3 separate regions of the Mus musculus genome follow, and regions 1 and 3 are each linked to region 2. A link is a contact called in public Hi-C and promoter capture Hi-C data. All regions are on one chromosome and are shown on one strand. Each heading gives the region's core, a stretch centred on a gene start, on an enhancer-like site or on the middle of the called end of the contact. The rest is flanking DNA. Distances are from core to core; before and after follow the strand shown. Region 1 holds the start of Fbxl16 (F-box and leucine-rich repeat protein 16). Region 2 holds the start of Sstr5 (somatostatin receptor 5). Region 3 holds the start of Telo2 (telomere maintenance 2).

The links. A called contact is a pair of places that touch in the nucleus more often than the background predicts. Capture Hi-C pulls out chosen DNA fragments and counts their contacts.
Region 1: a Hi-C map of embryonic stem cells shows a contact between it and region 2, with 4 times the contacts expected there. The contact joins the promoter of Fbxl16 here to the promoter of Sstr5 in region 2. A contact is called at or near these places in 24 of 39 promoter capture datasets (the 3T3-L1 cell line, 3T3-L1-derived adipocytes, the HPC-7 cell line and 16 more), 3 of 15 datasets of contacts at CTCF or cohesin (the NIH/3T3 cell line and embryonic stem cells), 20 of 484 Hi-C or Micro-C datasets (the N1E-115 cell line, cerebral cortex, colorectal tumor organoids and 9 more), 12 of 115 datasets of contacts at active chromatin or transcription factors (T-cell acute lymphoblastic leukemia, VIP interneurons, embryonic forebrain and 7 more) and 1 of 9 other capture datasets (embryonic stem cells).
Region 3: a promoter capture Hi-C map of pancreatic islet shows a contact between it and region 2. The contact joins the promoter of Telo2 here to the promoter of Sstr5 in region 2. A contact is called at or near these places in 2 of 39 promoter capture datasets (embryonic stem cells and hippocampal neurons), 3 of 115 datasets of contacts at active chromatin or transcription factors (embryonic stem cells and large pre-B cells) and 1 of 9 other capture datasets (pancreatic islet).

Annotation. Positions count from the first base shown.
Region 1 is chr17:25,806,859-25,810,763 of GRCm38.p6, reverse strand. It overlaps Fbxl16 (F-box and leucine-rich repeat protein 16), which reads right to left and starts at 1,665. Exons shown (of 6, transcript NM_001164225.2): 1 at 1,378-1,665.
Region 2 is chr17:25,495,343-25,499,061 of GRCm38.p6, reverse strand. Sstr5 (somatostatin receptor 5) reads left to right here and starts at 1,774. Exons shown (of 3, transcript NM_011425.3): 1 at 1,774-1,940.
Region 3 is chr17:25,114,320-25,118,099 of GRCm38.p6, reverse strand. Telo2 (telomere maintenance 2) reads left to right here and starts at 2,133. Exons shown (of 21, transcript NM_001163661.1): 1 at 2,133-2,687; 2 at 2,815-3,163. The coding sequence starts at 2,829.

The DNA of each region.
Region 1 (3,905 bases), core at 416-2,915, 310 kb before region 2:
TCAGGAAGGTTGAGTGATGCCCACCAGAAGCCCCTTCTAGTGCCTCTGAAATAGAGAGCCCAATCTCTCAGGGCTACCTAGATGCACTTGTTTTAACTTCATCAGTGCGAGACGGGACCTGTTCAGGTGTATTTGGGAGAACAGGTGAGTGCATACGTGTCCTGGACTTACAGTATGGGTGACTGGGGAGGCAAATAGTGAGGGTGGCAGGAAATGAGGCTGCTGAATCTTGGGCTATCTCAACATCACCCACGTTTTCAACCTTGACTTTCCCTCTCTTCTCCCAATGGCTCCCAGCCCGGCCCTCAGGCCACGTCTAGGCAGGAAATCGAGGCTCCACCATGCCTCTGACCTGATCTAGGCAGCCCCTAATCATCCAGGCTCCTGTCCCAACACCGGCCCCCCCCCCGCCCCTCCCCCCTGCTGCGATGAGGCTGCTGTCCAGCACTTCATCAAAGTGTTGGGCTGGAACAGAGGGTCCCGTGTCCCGAAGGGGCAGCAGGGAGGCCTGAGAAGACCCTGGTCAGTGGGCCCTGGGACAAGATGGCAGTGGAAGTCGGGCCTCCAGGAGGGAGCAGGTGAAGTGGCATCTGCCATCTGCTCCTGGGAGGTCAGCTGCTGGCTCGGGCTGGGAGGGGCTAGCAGGAGGGCTGCTAGGCCAGATCCAGGCCTCAACAGTGCAGCCTTCTCTCCTGGGATGACGGGTGGGGAGGATCCCCCACTGACTAACATCCTAGAAGGACATGGAAGCCCTGCTCAGCAATCTCAGGATGCCCATTCCCCATTTTGAAGCCTTCCAATCTTGGCCAAGGCCCATTTTCTTTTTCTAGAACCAAAGACATGCCAGCCCACTCCCTGGTATAGAGCTGTGGGCGGCAGCTCTATACCAGCTCATGTCCAGAAGGCGTCCAGGACCCCTAGGCCACATATCCACATGGCTCCTCCCTTTTAATTGTATCAACACCTGTCACGTCCTCCAGTCCGCCGGAGGCTCATAGGGCTGGAGTGGGGAGAGCCCAGAGCCAAGCCAGAAGGAGTGGGGGCTGACGGCCTGCAGTTCCGCGTCCTCGCAGCCACCGTGCTTCCTCTCAGCAATTCCGTGGTACGGAGATACAGCCTGACCGCGCTGCCGGTAGCGAGCGGGGCGCAATCAGGCCGGCCACTAGGGTTAGGGGCTGCGGAACCGCTGGCTCAGCGGCCGAAGGGTGAGGTGGGGAAGGGGCTGCGATTACGTAAGCCCTGCTCAGGCGGCGGCGGCCGCGGCGCAGTCCCAAGTCCCCACCCCGCCCCCTCCTCATTGTAGCCTTCGCGGAGGCAGTGGCTCGACCTGGACCCTCCCCTCCCCGCAGCCTGGCCGCGCGCGCACACACACCTTACCTCGGCCAGGGCTTCTGGCTCATGCCACGCTGTCCGCCGGGCGACCTCGCGTCATGGGGAGCTCAGCACCCGAGCCGCCTAGCGCGGAGGCGGCCGAGGTGCTGGACTGGCTAGCAGGGCCCGACTGCGCCCCGCGCCCGGCGCCCCGCGCCAGGGCCCTCTCCGCAGAGTTCCGAGCGGAGCTCCCCGGTGGGAGAGGATCTGCCGCCCTGAGCCTCCCACCGGGGAGGCTGAGGCTGTGCCCAGATAAATAAGGCCGCTTTGCAGGGAACCCGGCGGGCGCCTCCTCCCTCCCCTTCCCCTCCTCCCTGCGCTCCTCCTCCGCGCTCCTCCCCGCGCTCCTCCGCGGCCGCCGCCGGCGCCGCGCGTGCCCCCCGCCCGGCCCTAAGAGCCGCGCCCTCGCGCGCTCCCGGCGTCCGGACCAATCCGGGTTCTAGAGCCAGGCTGAGGTGTCGAGAATCCCCAACCCCGCCCCGCTCCTCTCCGCGCGCTCCCGGTGCGGTACCGACGGGCACGCGCCAGGCGGCAGCACCCGCTCAGCGGCCGGTGTTCGCACAATAACAAACCCCGTAGGCCGCGCGGCCGAAGAGCAGCTTCGAGTGTCCCATCTGCACAAAGTGGTGGCGACCCAGAATCTTGCCAGCTGAGGAGAATTGCGGTCCTTGGCGCGAGCGGTTGGCAGTGGGGTTCCGGATCCTGCGCAGATGCAACTGGCCCTATGTGCCCTTGCTTGGATTGCCACCTGTGAGGGCGAGGAAAGAGAAGCCGAGTGGAGACATCGACATCGTCGCACCTCCACACACACACACACACACCCTCCTTATGGCCCCTAGGATTCATATCCCTTCCGATCCTGTTGCGAGTCAGGCAGAAGAATCCCTGTTCTGGGTGACATAGTCACACACTTGCAAGCAAGTGACTAAAGCAAGCGTCAATGAAAACACAAGACAGTGGAGTGATAGTGGGGAGGGGTTACTTCTGACAATGTCACAAATGATCTGAGACGCCCTCTCTGTCCCCATAGCACTTGGTAGGAATGGTTCGAGAATCGACCTGCCTTATGGAGTTCCACAGGTTCGCTCTGAGATGAAGTAGAGGTCAGGTGGTGGCAGCCTGTATGGACCAGGGAGGGTGGTTTGTGTAAAAGGACCCATTAAGGGCTGCTGGAGAGCCAGACCTCTCAGCAGGCTAAAGGGACCCCAATCTGGGTCTCTCTTGAGACCAGAAACAGCAGATGTTGGGACAGCAGAGTAGCGTCTTGGAAGAGAAGGAGCTTCAGGGTGGAATGTCCTCAGATGAGACCAACTGCTGTGGAGATGGGAGGTCTGTCTCCTGGGAATGATGTGAGGCCTAGGGGCAATAAGAAAGGGAAGTAAGCTGTATCCTAGCTGGTGTGTGTGTGTGTGTGTGTGTGTGTGTGTGTGTGTGTGTGTGTGTGTGTGTGGTGTATGATCATATATGTGAAGGTGCAAATAGAAGTTAGAGGGCAGTCTCAGGTATTTCTTAGGCAGTGTGTGTGAGTGAGTATATGTGTGTGTGTGTGTGTGTGAGAGAGAGAGAGAGAGAAAGAGAGAGAGAGAGAGAGAGAGAGAGAGAGAGAGAGAGAGAGAGAGAGAGAGAGAGGAGAGAGAGACTGATATTAGAATCCTCTTCTACCAGTCTTTAAAAAAATTATATATTTTATGTATGTGAGTATACCATGGCTATCTTCAGACACACCACAAGAGGGCGTCAGATCCCACTACAGATGGTTGTGAGCCACCAGGTGATTGCTGGGATTTGAACTCAGGACCTTTTGCTCAGGTTAAGCAGTCAGTGCTCTTAACCACTGAGCCATCTTGCCAGTCTGTCTTCTACCACTCTTTACCCTGTTTTGTCTTTTCTTTTTTTCTTTTCTTTTTTTTAATGGTTTTAGAGCTTTATCGTTAAAAGGAAGGGAGAAAGAGAGGAGGTAGAAAGAGGGAGAGAGAGCGGCCATGGCCACATAAAGAGAGGGGGAAAAAGAGAGAGATGGAAGAAGGGCTAGAGAGTAAAGTAAAAAAGGGTGAGAGCTTGAAGAGCTATCCTGATTTTTCTTTTCTTTTCTTTTTTGAGACATTTATACTGGACTGCCTGACCCACAGGTCCCCAGGACCCTAATCCTCAGGCAGGCACTTTACCCACAGAACTACCCCTTAGCCTGTATCACCCACTCCCCCCCCCCACTTCCTTTTTCTCTTTCTTTCTTTTTTCTTTTTTTTTTTTTTTTTTTCCCTCTTGTGTGCATTCTCTCACTGGTTTGGAACTGACTGAGTAGGCTGGGCTGGCTGGCTACTGCTCCTAGAGGTCACCTGTGTCGACTTCCCATACTGAGGTTACAGCTACAGGCCACAGAATTCAGCCTTAACTTTTTCGAGACAGGGTTTCTCTGCGTATCCCTGGCTGTCCTGGAACTCACTCTGTAGACCAGCCTGGCCTTGAACTCAGAAATCTACCTGCCTCTGTCTCCCAAGTGCTGGGATTAAAGGCGTGCACCACCACGCCCGGCT
Region 2 (3,719 bases), core at 525-3,024:
TGTGTGTGTGTGTGTGTGTGTGTGTGTGTGTACTACATGTGTGCCTGGTGCCCCCAGAGACCAGAAAGGACATCAAATTCCCTGAAACTAGAGTTACAGACTGTTTTGAGCTACTATGTGGGTGCTGGGGATCAAATCTTGGTCCTGTAGTCAGTATTCTTAACTGCTGAGCTGTCTCTCCAGTCCTTAGAATTTTCTATATAAAATTGTTGTTGTTGTTTATTACTCTCTGCTACACACTGAACTTGTGGGACAGGTGCTGTTTTGTCCCCAGGGCTGTCTGCCTCACTGATAGCGCTCAGAAATGGTCTCCTACATAAACACAGAGAGGATTCAGAAGGCCTGATGAAGAGTGCTCAGATTAACTCCTTAGCCAGAGAGCTCTGGACACTCCATTGCACCTCAGCCTGTCTCCTCAATCCACACAGTCACCACAAAAACTCCTACACCACCTTGAACGTCTGGTTCCCTGCTCATGCCGTGCCTGTTTCTAGCAGAGACCCTGGGATCCAGGGTGGCTTAATCTGCCTTGATGTACCCTGTAAGGCACCAGAGAAGGCAGCCATCAGCCCCTAGAGGCAATGGACTAACAGCTGCCATCTGAAGCCAGAGAGGAGGCCCCCCAGTCTGCAGAACAGTGGAGGTGTCCTTGTGGCAGGATCTGGGCAGCCTCCTCAGGAAGCTGACAGTCACTTAGATGGAGCTCAGGACTAAGGAAAGGTTGAGCTCTTCCTAAATGTGGAGTCCAAATCTGGCTGGGGAGGAGTACCATGAGGAGCTGGAGCACGGGCCATTGCTAAGCAATTGCGCTCTCTCCATTACAAACCTAATCCAAGTTCCATGGAAAAACCATAGAATGGGGGGGAGAGAGAGAGGGAGGGAGGGAAGGAGGGAAGGAGGGAGAGAGAGGGAGAGAGAGAGAGAGAGAGAGAGAGAGAGAGAGAGAGAGAGAGAGAGAGAGAGAGAGAGAGAGAGAGAGAGCGCGAGCACACTCAGGCGCCACCTACCTGATTAGCTGAACCATCTCCACTGGAGGACAAGCAGTATGTAGCTGAGTCCCACATCCTTTATGTGTGTCAGCTGTTCTTGGTGGTACTGCAGAATTTCAGATCAGGTTAAAGAAATGAATTGTGTGCCAGCTCTGAGCCACAGAGCTGCTGGGATAACCCCTGTCCCTAGCTCCAGAGGAGGCAGACACTCAACTCTTGTTAGAGTCAGCAACTCAGTGAGCAGCATCTTAAAGCCTGGGGCCTGGTAGGAAGTACAGACTCAGGCTCACCCCTGCCTGTTCAGGGACCACACTCTGCCTTGAGGATTCCCACTGCCTTCCCTCTGCTCTTGGAACCCTGCTCTTGGAACCTCACCTCAGACATCGCTATAGGCCACCAGACTTCTCTCAGGAGTGAGACTCAGACTCTGCAGGCATCAGAGGGACTCCCTTCAGCCCTAAACTTCCAGTCACAGCTCAAACTGATGGTTGGAAAAAAGGATGGGATGGAGGCGTGGTCTAAGTCACAGTCGACCACACAAGGACTGCACAAAGGTCTCAGAGACTGATAGACTTAGGTGACTTGGAGCATCAGGTGGCTAGATAAGAGTCCACCCAGGCAACCTGACTCTAATGCCCCGACCCCCCCCCCCAATCCTCCCGGAAACCCCCATTCTCGACCTGGCCATGGGAGCTCGCCCTTTCTACCCTGCCTCACCACCCCACCCCACCCCACCCCACCCCACCCCACCCCACCGGAGGCTCTCGGCCAGCCTGGCTTAGCCACGCCCCCTCTATCTCCTCCACCCTCTCCCTCCCCCTAGCCTGAGGGCGGGCGCCGACTTCGTACAGCAATCCAGTGAGCGCTCTGCTCTTTGAGCTCGAGGGCGCTGCCTGACCGCGAAGTACCGCCGCCTCGTCCGCCCCGGCGTGGGCATCCTGTCCTGCACAGGTCTGTCGCTTCTTCCCGCTGTCTCTGCGCGCAGCTCAGGCCTGGGGTCCCGCCTTTCGCCCCCTGCTTGCAGCTCCCAAGCTCCTCTGGGCATCTACGGGGCTCACCTGCCTCTGCCCCAGCTTCTCTCGCGTCTGCTCCCCAACCTCAGAGCTTCATCCTTTTGCCTCTGTCTCGGAGACTCGGAGGCCTCCCGGTGTGCTTGGGTCAGGTCAGAAGCCATAAAGGACCCAGACATCTCCCTCTGCCTATGCGCCCCTCGTCTCTCCATGGCGCGCACCCTATGCCAGGGAGGGTTGTGAACTGGGTGAGCCCAGAGGCCTCAGAACCACGGTCTCGGAGGGAAAGTGGGAGGGCGCAGAGATAACATCAGGCAGGGTAGGAGGTCTGCAGCTGGACGCCGAGGGTGGGGGACGGTCGGGGAGGAGAGCAGCAGCGTACGCATATGGGTCCGCTGGCGGCCGGCAGAGTGGTGTCAACCATGGGGCTGCGGCCTGGCACGTATAGACGCCCTGCAGGATCTGAGTTCCCCGGGATTGTTTGCGCCAGAGCAGGAAATCTGGGTACACCCTTTCCCTCTGGGAATCAAGTCCCCACATGGCCATTGCGGGGCACTTCTGTCTCAGGAGTCCCCCAGTCCTCTAGTCATAACGCTCCCCTACGTGGGATGGAGAATGTCCTAGAACTTTCTTTGATGTTCAAGGTCCTTCCCTTCCCTGCCATCGGTTGTGTGACTTAGGGTTATGAGAACTAGAACCCAGGTGCCCAAAGTCAGATGTTGGGACTGTTGCTGAGCAACAGAATGCATCGCAGGGTCAGGTGGGATGCATGGAGCCTCCAATAGCAGCAATGACCAACCATAACTGGGCATTGGTTTGGTTTCCCGTAATGTAAAGGCTCGGATTTCTGAGGAAGGGGCTGGAAATGGAAATAGCTTTCTTCAGGGCAGGGAGACCCATTGAGCCCCTTTGATGGGTTTGTGCAATCCTGGCCTCCCTGTTGGTCCAACTGCCTAACTTTCCCCCTGCCTTGGCCCAGGCTGCCTCCAGAAGTGTTCTGAGGTGGAGTGTATTTGGGAAAAGGAAGCAAGAGGGGGGTCGTTAATTGCTGTGGACAGGGATGGGGTGCGGTGGGGTGGGGGTGTGGCTCCAGCCCCATCCTCAGCAGAGCAGGAGAGGGGGCAGAAGCTTACAGGATGGGCAATTTGATAGTTGCATCTCCAGATACATCAGGGTCCAGTCGAACATCAAGGTCTCAAAGATCACAGGGCAGGTACTAGGGTGAGGTGGGCAGGGCCAGCACCTGCTAGGGACGTGACATCAATGGGGTTGGCTAAGCAGGTCTTTGGTTGGACTCTGATGTGAAACCCCCTCCTTCACCCCTCCCTCCCACAATTGAAACAGCCTGGGGGGGGCAATTTTCCCCTGAACATGTAATCCTTGTGAATAAAAAATTTGCTCTTTTAAAAATGGTTCTTGCAGAATTATATCCCAAGAGACAGGCACAGCTCTAGGGCCTATTTTGTTCTTTGTAGCCCTGAGACTGGTTGGGAGTTGTAGTGTTTGCACAGACAGCAAGGGCTGGTGGCCTGCTAAGCCATTCCCGGGCTCTGGGTAGCAGTGAGAAGGGGTGGGCCAGAGAGCAGCCTCAGAGGAGCCCAGAGAAACTGAGAGCTTGACTTCAGGTCAGACATGTGTTCAAGAACTACTACCTCAAGCCAGAGCCTCTTCAGGAGGCCTGGAGCCCATCAGCCCTTCCCCCCATCAGTGGACAGCCTGT
Region 3 (3,780 bases), core at 884-3,383, 380 kb after region 2:
ACCAAGTGAGCCCTGAAGACTGAACTTAGGGGATCAAGCTTGCCAGCGGAGCACCTTTACTTTAAAAAAAAACTTGTTTATTAATAAATAATGTAATATATGTAAGTACACTGTAGCTGTCTTCAGACACCCCAGAAGACGGCACCAGATCTCATTACAGATGGCTGTGAGCCACCATGTGGTTGCTGGGATTTGAACTCAGGACCTTTGGAAGAACAGTCAGTGCTCTTAACCGCTGAGCCATCTCACCAGCCCTGTACCTTTACTTTTAAGTGAAGACTGGATCCTCCTAACACCCCTTTGTTCTAAAACAAATAAGGACACCCATCTCCGCCTGAACACTGGCCAGGGGCTAAGCACTGTTAACATTTATTATTGTAAGCACTCTGGTATTCATTTCCAGAAAAATAAGCAAAAATATTGGGTGCTGAGGTGACACGAGCTCTTAACTAGCAACTGCTAGGTTTTCCATTCTGGATGGCTTTAGCAAAAGAATTGCCAGTCAACAACTCCTGGCCTGCCCTAATGCCAGCTCTGACTATCCAGGAAACTCTGAGGGCCTTGAGAAAACTACAAGGTTGCAAATTGCTTCAGGTCTGGAAGATACAGCCCCAAGGCTTTTTGCAACCATTTCGACCAGGTTGAGAAGAACACGTCCTCTGGTGGCCTAGCTGAGGAACTACAGAGGCTGGTGCAAAGACTGTTAGCAGAGGAAGTGCCCCTTTTCAGGATTTGAAGGCAGCCGCTTTGACTCCCTCTGGGAGAGACTTTCCTCATCTCCTCCCTTTTGTTGCAGCTTTAGGTACAGTAAAAGGCTCCTCTCCAGGGTTTGCTTGCCTACTCTCAGTAATGTGGGCTAAGCTGTTATCATGAAAAAAAAAGAGGTGGCAGAGACAGCTGAGCAATTGGCAGGCCAAGCTACAAAAGGGACAGGACAGTCAGTTTTGTCATAGCTGAGGAAGCAGTAGCCAAGGCATCAGGGGAGTGCAGAAACTGAGACTGAATGAGGATAATTGACTAAACCAGAGAAGAGATGGCATAGCCTTGGATGCCAGATGAGTTCCAGAGAGCCAAGAGGTCTCAACCCTAGGCCAAGAATTTTAACACTGGCTGTCATTAAGAGCGAAGGTCTACACAAAAATTGTAAAGCTGTAGGGCTGAAGAGTCCCTACAATCACCAAATCTGCTTAGTGGAAGCTGCACCAGCCACAGGAAAGAGCCAAGGATTCCTGACCTACGTAAGAGCTAGAATACTTTTAGGGCTAAGGGTCCCAATGCCTCCAGTCCCCTAATACTAGGGGAGTCATCTGCCATCTCTCACTGAGGCCAAACATGGAGAAAAAAAAAAAAAAAAGAAAGCTACCATTTGAAGACCTTCTCTTTGACTAACCCCAGTTTTTATTTGTGTAGAGATCCTGGCTGGCTGATCGGTAACACTTCCATGGATGCTGGGAACTGAACTTGGGACCTTGGCAAGAGCCACACGTAATTTAACCTCTAAGATAATCGCTCTGGCCCCTGGTATGCTCTGCTAACTGCTAAGCCTTGAGTGGGCTCATTTCCTGCTCAGGAAGGGTAATTTTGCTTGATGATGTTGAATGAATACAGCTTGCTCAGATTTCCACCCACACCCAGTTCCGCTGAAATGTTGCTCCCTCAATGTATCTTCCAGATCAGGATGGTCAAGAAAAGTTCTGCCATGATGGAATGTTTCACACTGCTAAGTTCAGACGACAGTCAGGATCCCTGGGTGTTTACTCAGCTAGTGGTGTTTCATTTAGGGCAGTTTAGACGCAGTTTGCGTGTTCGCAGTAAACGTGCACCCTTGTGTACCACCAAATACATCAGCGCATCCGCATTACAACTTGGCCATATCCGCTGTTCCTGGCTTCCTTATTCTGTTTCCCTCAGGGCGCCTAGAGAGTTGATTAGTGCTCTAGAGTGGAAAGTCATCCGACCCAAGGCAGCATAGTGGGGTAATGTGCTGGGGAAAGTCTCTCCAGAATTAAGGAAAACAGAGACAGCAGTCACCAGGGGACCAATAGAGCGGACACGCCTACCGGAGTCCTGCCCTCAGGCCTTGCCCACCGTAGGCTCTTAGGCCACGCCTCTTCCTCCTCTTGCGCAGGCGCAGATGCTGCGGTCATCAGCGCGTTGGCGCGCCGCTGATTCGTCCCTAGCCACGCGTTTGTATCAGCCCCAGAAATTCTAAATATCCGTGCAGGTTTCACGTGAGCTCTGCGACTCGAATTCACAGCTGCCCTCAGCTGACACTGAATCTGGCGCGTGGTCCTGGTGCCGTGGCGAATCAGCGGCGCGCAAGAGGGAGCATGTGGCCTCGGCTCTGAAGCATGCTGGCCAGAGGAACCCTGTAGGAGTGGTTGGTCCAGTCGGGGCTGCAGTGTCCTGCCTTGCAGCATGGCCAGTTCCCATACGAGCCGAAGGCCTCGTGTTTAGGGGGCTGGGTGCTAACCTGGAGCTGCAGACGGAGGAGGAGTTTTAGTTATTGCACCCTGGCAAGCCACTCACTCATCCAACTATCAGTGGGTTTGACAGAGGAGACAGCCACAGTGCACCGGTGCAGTCCGGGACTGAAGCTCTGTCAGATCATCGGGCAGGCGGGAAACCCGGAAGAAGGACGGGAGAGCGTGAGTGAGATTGTGAGTGAAGCGCCTGGAAGCGCAGAAGTAAGTGCGTGTGTGTAGGGGGGTGGGGCCTGAGATTTGGAACCGGCCCAACTGTTTCCTCCCTTAACATCGTGGGTGCCATGGGAAGAATTCTTGACACTCTAACATGCTTTTCTCGGACCCTCAGCCCTGTTCTGCAGGATGGACCCAGCCCTGTCTGCTGTCCGGCTCACCGTCCAGGAAGCCATTCACATCCTTTCATCCTCAGAGGATGCTGGCCATATCCTTTCTACCCTGGGGACTCTGAAACGATACCTCGGTGGAACCGAGGATCCAGTTCTTCCTGAGGAGAAGGAGGAGTTTGCCACTGTCCACTTCTCAGCCGTCCTTAGATGTCTGGTCAGCAAGCTGAGCCCAGGTTGGCTGGAGCTGTCCCCCGGTGGCCAGCTGGAGCGGCTTTGGGAGAGCTTCTTCCTGGATGGCCCTCCAGACCAAGCCTTCCTGGTGCTGATGGAAGCCATTGAGAGCACTGCTGGGTGAGCAGTTAGTGAGCAACAGGGCGCCCAAGTTCTGAGAAGGTTCCCAACACCTTAAAACTGTAAGGGGAAGGACCCTGCATCTTAGCCTGGCCTCACTCCTTCTTGTTGAAGGCTGGGAGGAAGAATAGGGTTCCTTGCAGATCAGCACTCAGAGAGTCTCCACTGTCCCTAGCTGATGCCCTAAAGGTCACTTGTTGTCTTCTACTGGGCCCATTCTTTATTCTGTGGCACTTTCAGGATCATCAGGACATTTCAGGGTTTTTTTGTTTGTTTGTTTGTTTGTTTTTGTTTTTCGAGACAGGTTTCTCTGTGTAGCCCTGGCTGTCCTGGAACTCACTCTGTAGACCAGGCTGGTCTCGAACTCAGAAATCCACCTGGCTCTGCCTCCCAAGTGCTGGGATTAAAGGCGTGTGCCACCACCGCCCGGCTAACATGTCAGGTTTTAAATGTTTATCTACCACATTGCTGCTATGGATCCCTGTGTACCCAGGTCCCACATCCGGTTGAATGGCAGTCCTTGGAAGGATCTGTGGCTGTGAGAAGCTGGGGTTTTATAAACTGCTGGGGTGTGGGGGTGGAGAGATGGTTCAGTGCTTAAGAGCACTGGCTGCTTT